Regions from separate parts of the Sus scrofa genome. Here region 2 is linked to region 1. A link is a contact called in public promoter capture Hi-C data. All regions are on one chromosome and are shown on one strand. The core of a region is the stretch at or near the end of the contact, and the rest is flanking DNA. Distances in the headings are between cores, read along the strand shown.

What was found. Promoter capture Hi-C pulls out the DNA fragments that hold promoters and counts their contacts.
Region 2: a promoter capture Hi-C map of liver shows a contact between it and region 1, with 3 times the contacts expected there. The contact joins the promoter of RHBDF1 here to the promoter of NPRL3 in region 1. A contact is called at or near these places in 1 of 5 promoter capture datasets (liver), 19 of 47 Hi-C or Micro-C datasets (alveolar macrophages, blood, embryonic fibroblasts and 10 more) and 1 of 2 datasets of contacts at active chromatin or transcription factors (skeletal muscle).

Annotation. Positions count from the first base shown.
Region 1 is chr3:41,475,281-41,481,762 of Sscrofa11.1, forward strand. NPRL3 (nitrogen permease regulator 3-like protein) reads left to right here and starts at 3,185. Exons shown (of 13, transcript XM_021086960.1): 1 at 3,185-4,018. HBQ1 (hemoglobin subunit theta-1) reads right to left here and starts at 4,872. Exons shown (of 3, transcript XM_003481093.4): 1 at 4,715-4,872; 2 at 4,428-4,632; 3 at 3,002-4,325. The coding sequence starts at 4,809. The coding sequence ends at 4,197.
Region 2 is chr3:41,544,741-41,551,222 of Sscrofa11.1, forward strand. It overlaps RHBDF1 (inactive rhomboid protein 1), which reads left to right and starts at 3,700. Exons shown (of 17, transcript XM_021086953.1): 1 at 3,700-4,280. It overlaps MPG (DNA-3-methyladenine glycosylase), which reads right to left and starts at 3,599. Exons shown (of 5, transcript XM_013987736.2): 1 at 3,478-3,599; 2 at 930-1,163. The coding sequence starts at 3,513.

The DNA of each region.
Region 1 (6,482 bases), core at 1,935-4,434:
CCGGTGGTCCCAGTAGCCAGAAGGTGGGGGTGACCCAGGTCCCCACAACAGACAAGGGGCAGACAGGCCGGGTTGTCTGTCCCTGCAGCTGTTTCCAGCCTCAGGAGGACAGCGTGAGTCTCGAGTAACGAGTAACAAGCCGAACTGAGCACACGCTCGGGGTCAGGGTTATAGTTGCATGAAATCCCCGGGGCCACAGGTCCACATGGACAGGCGGGAGGGTCAGTGGTTTCCAGGGGCCGGGGGAGGAGGCAGGGAGGGTGACGGGCCCTCCTCTGGAGGCTGAGCAGGTTCTGGAACTAGACAGGTGATGGTTGCACAGCATTGTGAGTGTAACGTTGAAGTGGTTGGCGGTGTTGTGTGGGTGCCCAGACTGAAGATAAAAGGCCACGTCGGGCTCCCAGGCAGGGGCCCACAGGGAGAACACCAGGCAGAGGAACTGCCAGGCAGAGGAACTGCTTCACAGTGTCCCCACCACTGTTCGGGACACTTTCTTTTTTTCTTTGTAGGGCCCCATGGAGACACATGGAGGGTCCCAGTCTAGGGGTCAAATTGGAGCTGCAGCTGCCAGCCTCCACCACAGCCACAGCAACACAGGATCCTTAACGCACTGAGCAAGGTCGGAATCGAACCCGCAACCTCGTGGTTGCTAGTCGGATTCGTTTCCACGGCGCCACAGTGGGAACTCCTCATACACTCGGTTCCTCTCCTTCTTTCTGTTTCTCCCCCGGAACCTCCCACACACGTGCTCAGTGTGTGGTGCTTGGTTGAATGTGGCCCCATAGATAAAGAGCTCCTGATCCCTGGAGCTGGTGGACGTCCCATTGTGCGGCACCAGAATGTTGAAGGTGCGATTCGGGAAGATGCGGAGAGGGGGGTGATGAGTCTCGATTATCCAGATGTGCCTCGTGCAATCACGAGGATCCTTATGAGTAAGAGGCAGAGGAGCTGTGACCGTCACAGCTGGGGGAAGGGCCCAAGCCAAGTGATGCAGTCGTAGAGGCTGCAGAGTGAGCAGGAGTTTCCCCAGCGCCTCTGAGGGAGCAGGGTCCTGCTCACACCTTGATTTGTGGCCTCTGGAAACTGATTTGGGACTTCTGCCCTCGAGAACTGTTAACGGGATAAACTTGTGTTGTCTTCAGTCAGTAAGTTTTTATTTAGACCAGCAATAGGAAGCCAAGTCCAAAGTCATTGAAAACCGTTTGCCTGACAGGTGAGACGCACTGCAGAGCTACTGAGTGCAACGAGGTCCCCCCCACCCCTGCTTTTATTTGGCCATGCCTGCTGCACGTGAAAGCCCCTGGGCTAGGGATCTAACCCGAGCCACTGCAGTGATCCTTAACCCACTGTGCCACAAGGGAACTCCCAGAGCCCCCTTTGACGTAGTTATTACTGGCTGGTGTTTTGTCTGTATAAGGTTTTCTGTTTGTTTTCTTAACTCTGTAGGCACTGCCACTGTATATTCAATCAGTGTGTTTGTAATTTATTCCTTCTTACTTCTCAGACTTCTCATTAGGATCACCTTCCATCTGCCTGAAATACAGCTCTGCTAACTTCACTAACTCTCTGTATGACTGTGTTTTATCTGTTAAACTTGTCCATTGCCATTTTGTTTCCTTAATTTTTACTTATTTATTTGCTTTTTAGGGCTGCACCTGCAGTATATGGAAGCTCTAGGCTAGGGGTCTAATTGGAGCTGCAGCTGCCAGCCACAGCCATGGCCACGAAGGATCTGAGTGGCCTACACCACAGCTGGATCTGTTATTAACCCACCGAGCCAGGGATTGAACCTGCATCCTCATGGATTTTAGTCGGTTTTGTAACCCTCTGAGCCATAACGGGAACTCCCTGCAATTTTATTTTTGACAATTATAATTTCATTTCTAAAAGTTCTTTTTTACATGTGCTGTGTGACTTTTTATATTTTATGGCTGCCTGCAGATATTCCAAATCATGTCTTTGAATTGTTTTTATTTTTTTATTTTTATTTTTTGCAGGCACCGCAGCAAACAGAAGTTCCTCAGTCCAGGGATGGAACCTACACCAACAGCAGTGACAGTGCTGATCCTTAACCCACTGAGCCACCAGGAAACCCCTTGTCTTTATTTTTTTTATTTTTTTGCATTTTAGGGCCACACCTGTGCATACAGAGGTTCCCATGCTAGGGGGCCAATCAGAGCTACAGCTACTGGCCTACACAACAGCCTCAGCACTATGGGATCCAAGTTGCGTCTGCGACCTACACCACAGCTTATGGCGATGCTGGATCCTTAACCCACTGAGCGAGGCCAGGGATTGAACCCACAACCTCATGGTTCCTAGTTGATTCATTACTGCTGGGCCACGATGGGAACTCCTGTCTTTTTTTTAAACAAGCCAACTTGTAATTCAGTCTGAGGTCTTGAGTGCCTAACACTTTGCGGGTCCCTCTGCTGGCTTCCGTTCACGGTGCCTTGTTGCCCTGTGTGCCTGGTGAGTGTGTAGTTTGTAATGACAGACCTCTTTCTAGGGAGGGTTTCTTTGCTTCTTGAAGGTCCCTGGGGTCTGTGAGGGAGTCCAGGGTCATTTTCACACACGGTCTGCAGCCTGGGAGGTTTTGTCAGGAGGACCCCTCTGGTGACAGGATTACAAAGCCACACATGTCACATGTGATTTCAATTTATCAGGGAATTACCTTCCCTTTTCTGCTGAACATTAAGATTTTGGGGGGAAGTTCCCTTGGGGCACAGGGATTTAAGGATCTGGCTTTTTCACTGTAGTGGCTCGGGTTCGATCCCCAGCCCAGGAACTTCCACATGCTGTGGGTGTGGCCAAAATTTTTGTTTGTTTTTGCTTTTTGGGTTTTTTGTTTTCTGCGTCCCTGTGTCTGAGGAAAGGAGAGAATTGTCCAGGGGGTACCTTTTTAGGGCTCCAGGTTTATGGGGAAGAGTCACCTTTGGTCACTTCACTTTACACTAGCCCTTTTATTTATTTATTTTTATTATTATTATTTTTTCTTTTCTAGGGCTGCACCCGCGGCATATGGAGGTTCCCAGGCTAGGGGTGGAATTGAAGCTGTAGCTGCTGGCCTCCACCACAGCCACAGCCACATCAGATCTGAATGGCGTCTGCGACCTACACCACAGCGCCTGGCAATGTCAGATCCTTAACCCACTGAGTGAGGCCAGGGATCGAACCCGCAACCTCGTGGTTCCTAGTCAGATTCGTTTTCTGCTGTGCCACGACGGGAACTCCTGGTGGTTCTGTTTTATCATTAGTTATTGCTGTTCTTCTCTTGCCATCCTAATTTATACATTAAATTTACCATAGGTGTGTATGTATAGCAAAAAACTATATTGGGGGTTTGGTGCTTTCTGGGGCATCCACCGGGGTCTTGGGACATACCCCCAGGGGTGGTGGGGGTCAGCTGTTGCACCTGCGCCCCCTGAGGGCACCCCCACGCCCTGCATCTGTTTCCCCACTGTTGGGCAGGGAGGAAGAGGCTGGGCCAGACTCGCTAGATACACAGGCAGGTGCAGCGAGTGGAATCGTTTTCAGAGGTTTCTGCGATGGCCATGATTGATTTTTTTTGAGGAGCTCTGAGGTCTGACTCCTGAGAAGAATGTGGCACGTGGGCGGGAGGGGCTCTGGGCTGACTCCCTCATCCACCTTGTGGGCCGCATGGCTTTGTGCTGGAGCAGGAGCCGCCTCCTTTCAGCAGATCCAATCTGGCAGAGCGGCCTTTCCCCAAGTCCGCAGCAGTGTTGACGTGGCGGGTGCAGGGTCCAGAGGCGCTGTGTGGGGTCGTGCGTGTTGCCGCCCTGGGCAGTTCCGGTCCTCGCCGGCGGGGGCGCTGGTCCCCGCTTCTCGCCCAGCCTGTGAGCTGGACCCGCGCTCGGGTCTGGGTGGACCTGAGGCGTGCACGCCGCGCCCGCGAGAGGTCCAGCCGCGGGCAAGCCCTTGACCCCTACCCGCCACCCCTTCCCGAGCGACCGGAGCCCCGGGTCTGCGCCTCCGCGTGGCCCTGGCGAGGGGCCCGGTGAGTCGGGGTTTACCGCGGGGAACTGGGCGGCGGCGAGGGGTGTGAGCGGGCCGGGGGTGGGGGCGTCCGCGCCGGGAGCTGACAACGGGGGGTGGAGAGAACATGCGCACACCTGAGGCTTTGACCACAGACTTTACTCCAACCCTGGAGCCCCCGCACGCCCCCCCGCCCCGATTTAGCGACAGTGGGGGGCCAGCGCTGAGGTCACGTGGCTCAGAAACTTGTCCAGCGAGGCCTGCAGGCCGGGGCTGAAGTCTCCGGGGTAGTGCCGGGCGAGGGTCACCAGCAGGCAGTGGCCCAGCAGCTGCGGAGAGGGAGGCGTTCCCGCGCGGGTGCGGCGCCCCTTACCCGACGGCGGCCCTTCCGCCCACCCCCCGACCGGCCTCGGGCCCGGCCGCGCGCTCACCTTGAAGTTGACGGGGTCCACGCGCAGTCGCTGCGTGTGCAGCTCCCGCAGAGCCGACAGGGCGCGGGGCAGGTCGTCCAGGCGGTCCACGGCGACAGTCAGCGCGTCGGCCACCTTCCGGCCGTGCGCCTTGACCTGGGCGGAGCCGGGGTTCAAGTCCAGGTGGAGGAAGTAGATTTTGGTGGAAGGGAAGGCCGCGAAGGTCCTGCGGAGGCAGCGGCGGGTGAGGCGCAGCCTGGGGCCGGGGGCCGAAGGCAGCTGTGCCGGGAGGCGGGGGCCGTGCGCACCTCTCCAGGGCCTCGGTCGTGTAGACGCCGACGTTGCCATCCAGCTTCTTCCACAGGGCGCGCACCGCAGCCCGGTCGGCCGCCGCCAGCACCATGGTGGAGCCCGCGCGACGCGCGCTCGGCCCGCCGGTGGAGCCGCAGCTGCGCCTGCGCCAATCGGCGGGCGGTCTCCGCGGCCTCCGGGGGGCGTCGCGCGGGGCTTCGCAGAATCGGGCTCGGCTCGACTCGGAGGGGCTCGGGAGCGCGCCGTCGGGTGTCCGCTGGGACCTGAGGCCTTCCTTCCCCGAGGCCCCGATCTTTGAAGTGTTTCCTGTATGGAAGCTAATGTTTAGTACGCATCATTGTTCATTGGCAGCTCTGAGTTCTAGCACGGGTTTTGTCTTTGAACGTCTGCCTCCCCTGCCCGTCTGCTGTGACCCCTTTCTGAGTCTGTTTTCTCATTCACTGGGTGTGGTGAAGGCAGCAATTTCTTCTTCCCAAGGCTGTGCGGGATTCATAGAAGAAGCCCCTTTCCGGACAATGAGCATTTATTGAGTGCCTGGAGTCTGTCCCCAAATAATAGCTAATACCGATGCAGCACTGTTGTTTTTTTGTTTTTGTTTTTGTCTTTTTTTCTTTTTAGGGCTGCTCCCGCAGCATATGGAGGTTCCCAGGCTAGGGGTCTCATCGGAGCTATAGCTGCTGGCCTACACCACAGCCGCAGCAACACCGGATCCTTAATTCACTGAGCGAGGCCAGGGATTGAACCCGCAACCTCATGGTTCCTTGTCAGATTCATTTCTGATGCGCTAAGATGGGAACTCCTTTTCTTTTCTTTTTTTTTTTTTAACTACTTTTATCGTTTATTTTCCTTTTTTTGGCAGCCCCATGGCATATGGAGTTCCTGGGCCAGGGATCAGATCCGAGCAGTTGGAACCTAAGCTGTAATTGCCTCAACGTCAGATCCTTACTAAACCCACTGTGCCGAGCCAGGAATCGAACCTGTGCCCCAGCCCTCCCAAGATGCTGAGGATCCTGTTGAGCCACAGCGGGAATGCCACAGCACCCATTCTGTGCCAGGAATCACTATACCCCTTTCTTTTAAAAACTGTGTTGAAATTCATACAGCATCAAATTTACCCTTCGCCATTTTCAGGTGCACAACTCAGCATCTCTAATCTCGTTCACGGGTGTCAGGCAGCCATTAGTGCTAGCTAGTTCCAGAACGTTTTCATCATCCAAATGGAAACTCTGAACCCCCGAGCAGTTACCTGTAACCCCTGCTTCCAGCTCGGCTCTCTGTCTCCGCGGATTTGCCCATTCTGGATGTTTCGCATGAATAGAATTGTGCCGAATGTGGTCTTGTGTCTGGCTTCTTTCACTTAGCACATCTTGGAGGCTTAACCACATGCCAGCATGTATTGGTATTTCATTGCTTTTTATGGCTGGATAGCATTCCATGGCACGGATAGATCATGTTTTGTTTGTCTGCTTGTCTGTGGATGGGCATTTTGGTGGTGTTCACTTTTAGCCCAGGCCCTCGTTTTTCCTAATAATGAAATAAGGAAGATTGCCCCTTGTGGAGAGGCCATGCTGTGCTCACACACCGAGGCAGGAAACCTGCCATCGAACTTTCTGAGGATGACACTTGGGCCCAGGGAAGAAAGGACACTGCTCGCAGTTGGGGGCTGCGGGCTGGACACCTGGCAGGGCTGGACCCCTCAGAGCCGCAGGCACTAGGGGCATTCTCTGCGAGGAGGCGCCCCTGGCCCTGGCCCAGGCCCAGCTC
Region 2 (6,482 bases), core at 2,450-4,949, 70 kb after region 1:
CACAGAAACCGACTCTCCTTGGTCCTTTGGACCTAAAGGTCACAGAGGAGGAGCTCCCGTGGTGGCACAGCAGAAATGAATCTGACTAGTATGCATGCGTGAGGATGCAGGTTTGATCCCTGGCCTCGCTCAGTGGGTTAAGGATCCAGCGTTGCCGTGAGCTGTGGCCTAAGTCACAGGCGGCTCAGATCTGGTGTTGCAGTGGCTGTGGTGTAGGCCAGTGGCTGCAGCTCCGGTTTGACCCCTCGCCTAGGAACCTCCCTATGCTGCGGGTACAGCCCTCAAAAGACAACAAAAGAGAGAAAAAAAAGAACAGAAGAGGGGTGCCTTGGAACCTCCAGGAGACCAGGAAGCCAGGGCTAGCCAGATGGTGCTCCGAGGGATGTGGCCACAGTGCTGCTGCTAGGGCACCTTCACGGTACACATTGCGTGGTGACAGGCTCCACCCCCACAGGCCCCAGGCAATCCTGCTCCCTGCTCCATGCTGGGGAGCTAGCCCTGGCACTGCCAGCTGCTGTGGGGAGGAGGCGGTCTCGACCGTCCTGATGCTGGGCAGCTCCAGTAGGGGCCCTGTGTCAGGGCACAAGGCGGGCAAAAGCAGCCCCTCACAGTCAGACTGTGGTCCCCATGAGACGCCTGCCCTGCGGGCCACCCCAGGCGGGCCAGGGCCAAGCTCCCGTGCCAGGTGGAACAGAGCAGGCAGGCACCTCTAGCAATGAGCATTCTTCCCAGTGGGTCCTGGACCCAGGCCCTCCCCAGGTGACTGAGCTGAGGCTCTGCAGGGACAAGTGCGGCCAGAGTGGCCGACTGCACAAGGACAGGTGGGTCCTGCTCAGGGACGTGAGCCCAGCAGTGCCAGGGCTGGGGCCTATAGACGCCACCCGGTGATGACCGCTTCGGCAGAAGGCACACTGCTACATTTACGTTACCTGTCCCAGAAATGCCCGGGCCAGGGGGACTGCGGGCTGGTCAAAAAACTCGGATCCCAGGCGAGCAGGGTGGCCCTTTAGGCTTGAGAAATAGATGCTGCGCTGGGGGCCTGGGGTCATGGGCGGCGCCATTCGGGGCTCCTTGGAGGAAGATATTTGGGCCCCATCGGGTGGGGCCTGATGCCGCTTTGCCGTCAACAGTCGCTGCTTTTTCTGCCCCATCCTTCGGGAAAGCTGTCGTGGGGAAGGACAAACAATGACCTCCGGAGCTCAAGGACGCAAGTGCCTGGCTGCCCCCTCAGCTGGGAAGGGGCCCTCCCCGACCTTCGCGGCCCTTGCTGGGACCCAGGGGCACTTGGGAAATGACTGCATGTGAAGGCAGGCTGGTGGTGGCAGTGACAAGGTGGCCCCTCTTCTCCATGTGTCACCCACAAGCAGGAGTGACACGGCCCAGTTTGCAAACAGCTGCAGGGACTGAGGAGGAGACAGTGGCACCAAGCCTGGGACGGGAGGGTTGGTACCCTCCGATCGCCACCCACATGTGTTCCCTATGGGAACTTCGGAACCCTGCCCTTTGCACCTGACACCGGCCAGGACTCGTCAAACAGCCGTGACCTCGGTGGGGCTGGGTTCAGGAACAGGCTGTGGGTCTTGAGTCATCCACACCCCTCCCCCGTGTTAGCAGGGCTCCCACTGTGCCAGACCCTCCTAGAACGGCCCAGGACTGACATGCACGTGAGCACCAGGCAGACTGTCTACTTGACCCCAGCCCACGTGCCCAGGGCACGACCCCCAATGACGCCCCAACTGTCCTCTGCCTCATGACCCAGATGTCAGTCTAAGGACAGTGAGGTCCGAGGAACGCCGAGGTCTGCAGACACCAGCACCCCATCTGCTTCCCACCTGCTGCCAAAGGGCCCGGGAACCTGACCACACACCCCAGCCACGCTGGGACCAGCTGCTCTCGGATGACAAGAGCAGGTGAGCACTGGGGCCTGCAAACACCCTCCCCGGGGGCTGAATCCAGCGCATCCCTAGCAGCTGACTGTCCTTTAGGTTTTGTGGCCACACCCACAGCATGTGGAAGTTTCCGGGCCAGGGAGGGCATCTGAGCTGAAGTTGCTGCAATGCAACACAACGCCGGATCCTTTAACCCACTACACCAGGCTGGGATCGAACTGGCGCTGCCACGGGGACAAGCTGGATCATTAACCCACTGCACCACAGTGGGAACTTCAGACCCATTCTTAGTAGTAGGAGTAGCATTTTGTCTTTTTATGGCCGCACCTGCAGTGCATGGAGGTTCCCAGGAGAGGGGTCAAATTGGAGCTGAAGCTGCCGACCTACATCACAGCTCACAGCAATGCCGGATCGTTAACCCGATGAGGGGGGCCGGGGATCAAACTTGCTTCCTCATGGATACTAGTCGGGTTCGTTAACTGCTGAGCCACGACAGGAACACCCTGATTATTTTTAATATAAGTACTGAGAGCCTTTGTTGCCCAGAGCCCGCCAGGCTGCTGAGAACGGAGAATGCCGTGACCATGTTTGCTGCCCAGCCCATCTGCCAACACCCACCATGGGCTCAGACTCCGGGACGTTGTGGCCCCTGTTCCTACCCCAGGTTTGGCCCCAGCCTGTGTCGAGGCACTGGGCTTGCTCTGGATCTCTGCCATGACCCACCCTGGGCGGTGGGGGACTCACAGCGCTGCCCAGGGTCTGAGGTTCAGAGAGGCCTCTGCGCCCCACTGCACACCGAGGATTTGAACCTGCCTCAGAGCAAGCAGTGGGGTGACCCTGCCATTGCGCCAAGAGCAATAGCTGCCCCAGAAAGGGACCTAAGGTCTCTGTGCATGTGTTTCACCTGCAGGAGAACCAACGTCCTGCTGCACAAGATGGTTCTGAGAAGGAGAAGCCAGGTAAGCGCCTGGCCGGGTACAGCCAGCACTCACTGAATGGTACCAAGACTCACCTTCCCACCCGGGATGCCTCTGGGCAGAACCTGGGGTCAAAGGTCTCCTGCCCGGCTGGGCCCAGCCAGTGAAGGGCAGCAAACAGCCGTCTAGGTGGGGGCGTCAGAGGGACCCGCCAGGACTCCATCAAACCTGAGCAAGTGGGGGTTCGTAGAAGCGGACAGCATGCATCCGCCCGAGAAGGGCAGTGAAGTGAGGAGTGGCGAAGTGGCTCCTCGGGTCAGTGCCGCGTCATTTCCGTGGCGGGCGGGCTGAAGCACCTGAGCCTCCGAGTGTCCGGCAATTACACCAGGAAACCGGTGCCAGGCTCTCCTCCCAAATCGCAGGGGCGACCTGGCGCCTGGCCTCGACTTTGCTTCTGGCCAACAGAACAGCGGAGCCGGCGCGACCCCCGCCGGCAGGCGCCCGTCTGGGAACTGCAAACCCCGAGGGGCGGCCGGCGCGCACGTTACTGGTCCCTCGCCGGCCCGGGGCTCACAGCGCGTGGGGGTGCGACCCCGGGGGACAGTCGCGCCCGAACCCTGGCCCTTGGCCGGGCGCCGAGGGAGGAGCGCGTTCCCTGGGCGCGCACTCACCTGGCCCAGCGGCGCGCGGGAACCCGGAGGCCCCATCGCGGCTCTCGGCGCGCAGCCCACCCTGGAGCGGACCCGGAAGCGCCGGGCAGCCGGGGGGTGGAGCCGGCGCCTGCGCGGAGGGGCGGGATCCGGGGCGGGGCCGAGCGGGCTCCCGGCGCCCCGCCTCCCGCCGGGGGGGGCGGGCCCTTGCGGGGCGGGGTGCGGAGGGGAGCCGGCAGCTGGGGTCGAGGCGAGCCCCCCGCCCCGCGCCCCGCGCCCCGCCAGTGACGCGGCCCCGCCCCACTTGCTCCCCCGACGCCCCCAGCCGCAGACCGCTCTCCAGCGCCAGCTGGCCCTCAGACTGAGAGCCCCGGTCCGTCGTGAACCGTAATTGGGCCCTAGAGGGCCCCCGCTGGAGGGGTAATGGTTTGGGGCGGCCCCGACTGTTCGGAGACGCGCGCGTGGAGTGCACGTGGGGAAGTGGCACCCCGGCCCTGGCCCTTGGACCAGCCTTCCTGGACCGCTGCGCGCCTGGGGGGCATTTGGGTGGCGAGGACACGTTGGAGTGGACTAGAGAGACTTTGTCCAGGAAGTGGACATCTGGAAGCATGCCCCTCCGCCCCGGCCTGGTCATCACTTACTGGTTGATTCCAGGACGCCTGTCTCTGCCGTGGGGCCCCCACCACTCCCCTACGAAGGATGCTGAGAGGAGTCAGCATCCTGCTGGAGTGAAGCCAGCCTCCGGAAGAGGCTGAGGCCAGCACCAGGACTGTGGGGACCCGTGAGCACCCCTCTTGCAGGGCAGTGGCAGGAGACAGTATGAGGTATGCCACTGTCCTCTGGGGCAGTACAGGGAACACCCCTCTCCTGAGTGGAAAACCCTTAAGGAGCATGTCCCCATGCTGTCTTTGACTTGTGTCACCTTGGCCCTTTGAGGGGGACCCCTGGGGGCCATAAGGAGCTGCTGGGTAAAGATGGTGTCAGGTGAGATGCTGGATGGGCCACGTGACTGTGACCCCACCAGACTGAGGCCCGCACGTGAGGGTGGCCCCCGGTCTTGGGGCACCGTCTTGGGGCACATCCAGCTGGGAAAACCCTGATCCCCAGAGCTCCTCCCCTCCCCCTCGTCCTCTTCTTCCTCTGACCGGCCCTGGGACCCACTCCAGCCCAGGCCCAGGCCCAGCTGTACTCCCCCTTCCCCCAGGGCCCCAACCAGGACTTCCTGTGGCGGGAGGGGCAGCAGCCTTTCAGCCGCCTGCTGGAAGCCACCCAGCTGTTTGTGGCACTTTGTGCCGCTTCCTTCCGGGGGAGGGCACTGTGTCATAAATACCCCTTGGGAGGCAGCCTGGATGTCATTCCCACCCCTTTCTTTCCTCCTTACCCCCTGCAGCCATTCTGCCCAAACAATGAGTCCCCTTTCCTGCCTTCCTGTGCTCACTCCCCCCGTTCCCCCTCTCCTGCCTGCCCCCCGGAGGGAAACTGAGGCTAATCTGGCCTAGTCCCCCTGGTGGGGGCCGGGCCGGGCCGGCCCGGCCAGGGCGGGGTGGGGGGGATGCTGTTTTGCATTCACTTGCATTTTGATTTCACGATGGGTGCACGCTCCTTGCAGAAATTTCAGGGAGTCCACACATTCCTGATGGGGAGTCTTGTCCCCAACTGGAAATGAGGAAAGAGACTCAGAGGGCAGGCCTGGCCTCCAGGAGGAGGAGGAGGAGGCAGGGCTGGAACCAGCAACCCACTTCTCCAGATGTTCCACCCTGAGTGCAGGGGCTTGCACAACCTCTGTGTGTGTCCCCCTGCCCCACCCCCCCCGCCCTGTTTGTGGTTTGAGGCTCCACCGCAGGCCGGAAGTGGTGGGTTGAGCATTCCCACTGTGGCCTGAGGAGCTGGCTGGGGGTGAGAAGGTGGTGCAGGGCTGGAGGAGGTGCCTGGGGCCTTCTCGGTCCTGCTGCTGGGCTTCGAGAGGCATGTTGGAGGATGGCGATGGAAGATGAAGGCGGGGACCCTCTCGATACTGTGAAAAGTGTCGGTGCTGGCCTGAGCTGCTCTGGGCCCTGGCAGGCCAGGCCACAGCCTGAGGAGGTGCCAGCAGCCCCTGGTGCCTCGAGAGAAAGGACAGAGGCTCCCCCAGCCACAGAGGCCAGCAGCCTGTTGAGTGTTCTCTCCATGTAGGCCGGCTAAGACCGTGGAAGGGGCAGCACCCTATGGTGACTTGTCAGCGGGGCGCCTTCTGGCATCTCCCCGCTTCCTGCCGTCTGCAGCCGACAGGCCCTTGGGGCTCCAGGGCTCCTTGGGCAGAGTGGGCACTGGGAGGGTGTGTGTGGGCTGCGTCTTCTCCTCCTGGGGCTGTGCTACCAGGGCCCTGGGCCCCAAGCCCAGGCACTTAAGGGACCCCTTGCCTTGGCCTGAGACATGGGGAGGGGCAGCTGCCTCAGAAATAGCCAGTGACTTCAGGCTCCTGGCTGGTCTGGCCCACTTTTGCCACTTCCCCAAATAGCCAGGGGCTGGTTCTGGGCCCATCCAGACCCCCACAGCTCAGACTGGCCTGCTGAGCTGAGTCCAGGGTGGCTGGCTGGTGGGGACTCTGCTTCATGGTCAGGACTCCCACCCCCTCAGGTCCTAGAGTGAAGTCCACAGTCACAGGATGGTCCAGACACCTGCCCATCCCCAGCTGCCTGCACACACACCCGGCAATTGCTGCCAGCTTCTTTTTTTTTTTCTTTTGTCCACACCCATGGCCTGTGGAAGTGCCCGGGCCAAGGATTGAACCTGGGCCACAGCAATGACGAGGCCGCATCCTTAACCTGCTGAACCACCAGGGAATTCCAGTTGCTGCTGATTTCTATTTCTCCAGGGCCTGGGAAGATGAAAAAGAGAGACTGGGGAGTTCCCTTTGTGGCTCAGTGGTTAACGAACCCAACTAGGATCCATGAGGATGGGGGTTCATTCGATCCCTGGTCTTGCTCAGTGGGTTGGGGATCAGGTGTTTCCACGAGCTGTGGTGTAGGTCGCAGACGCGGCTCAGA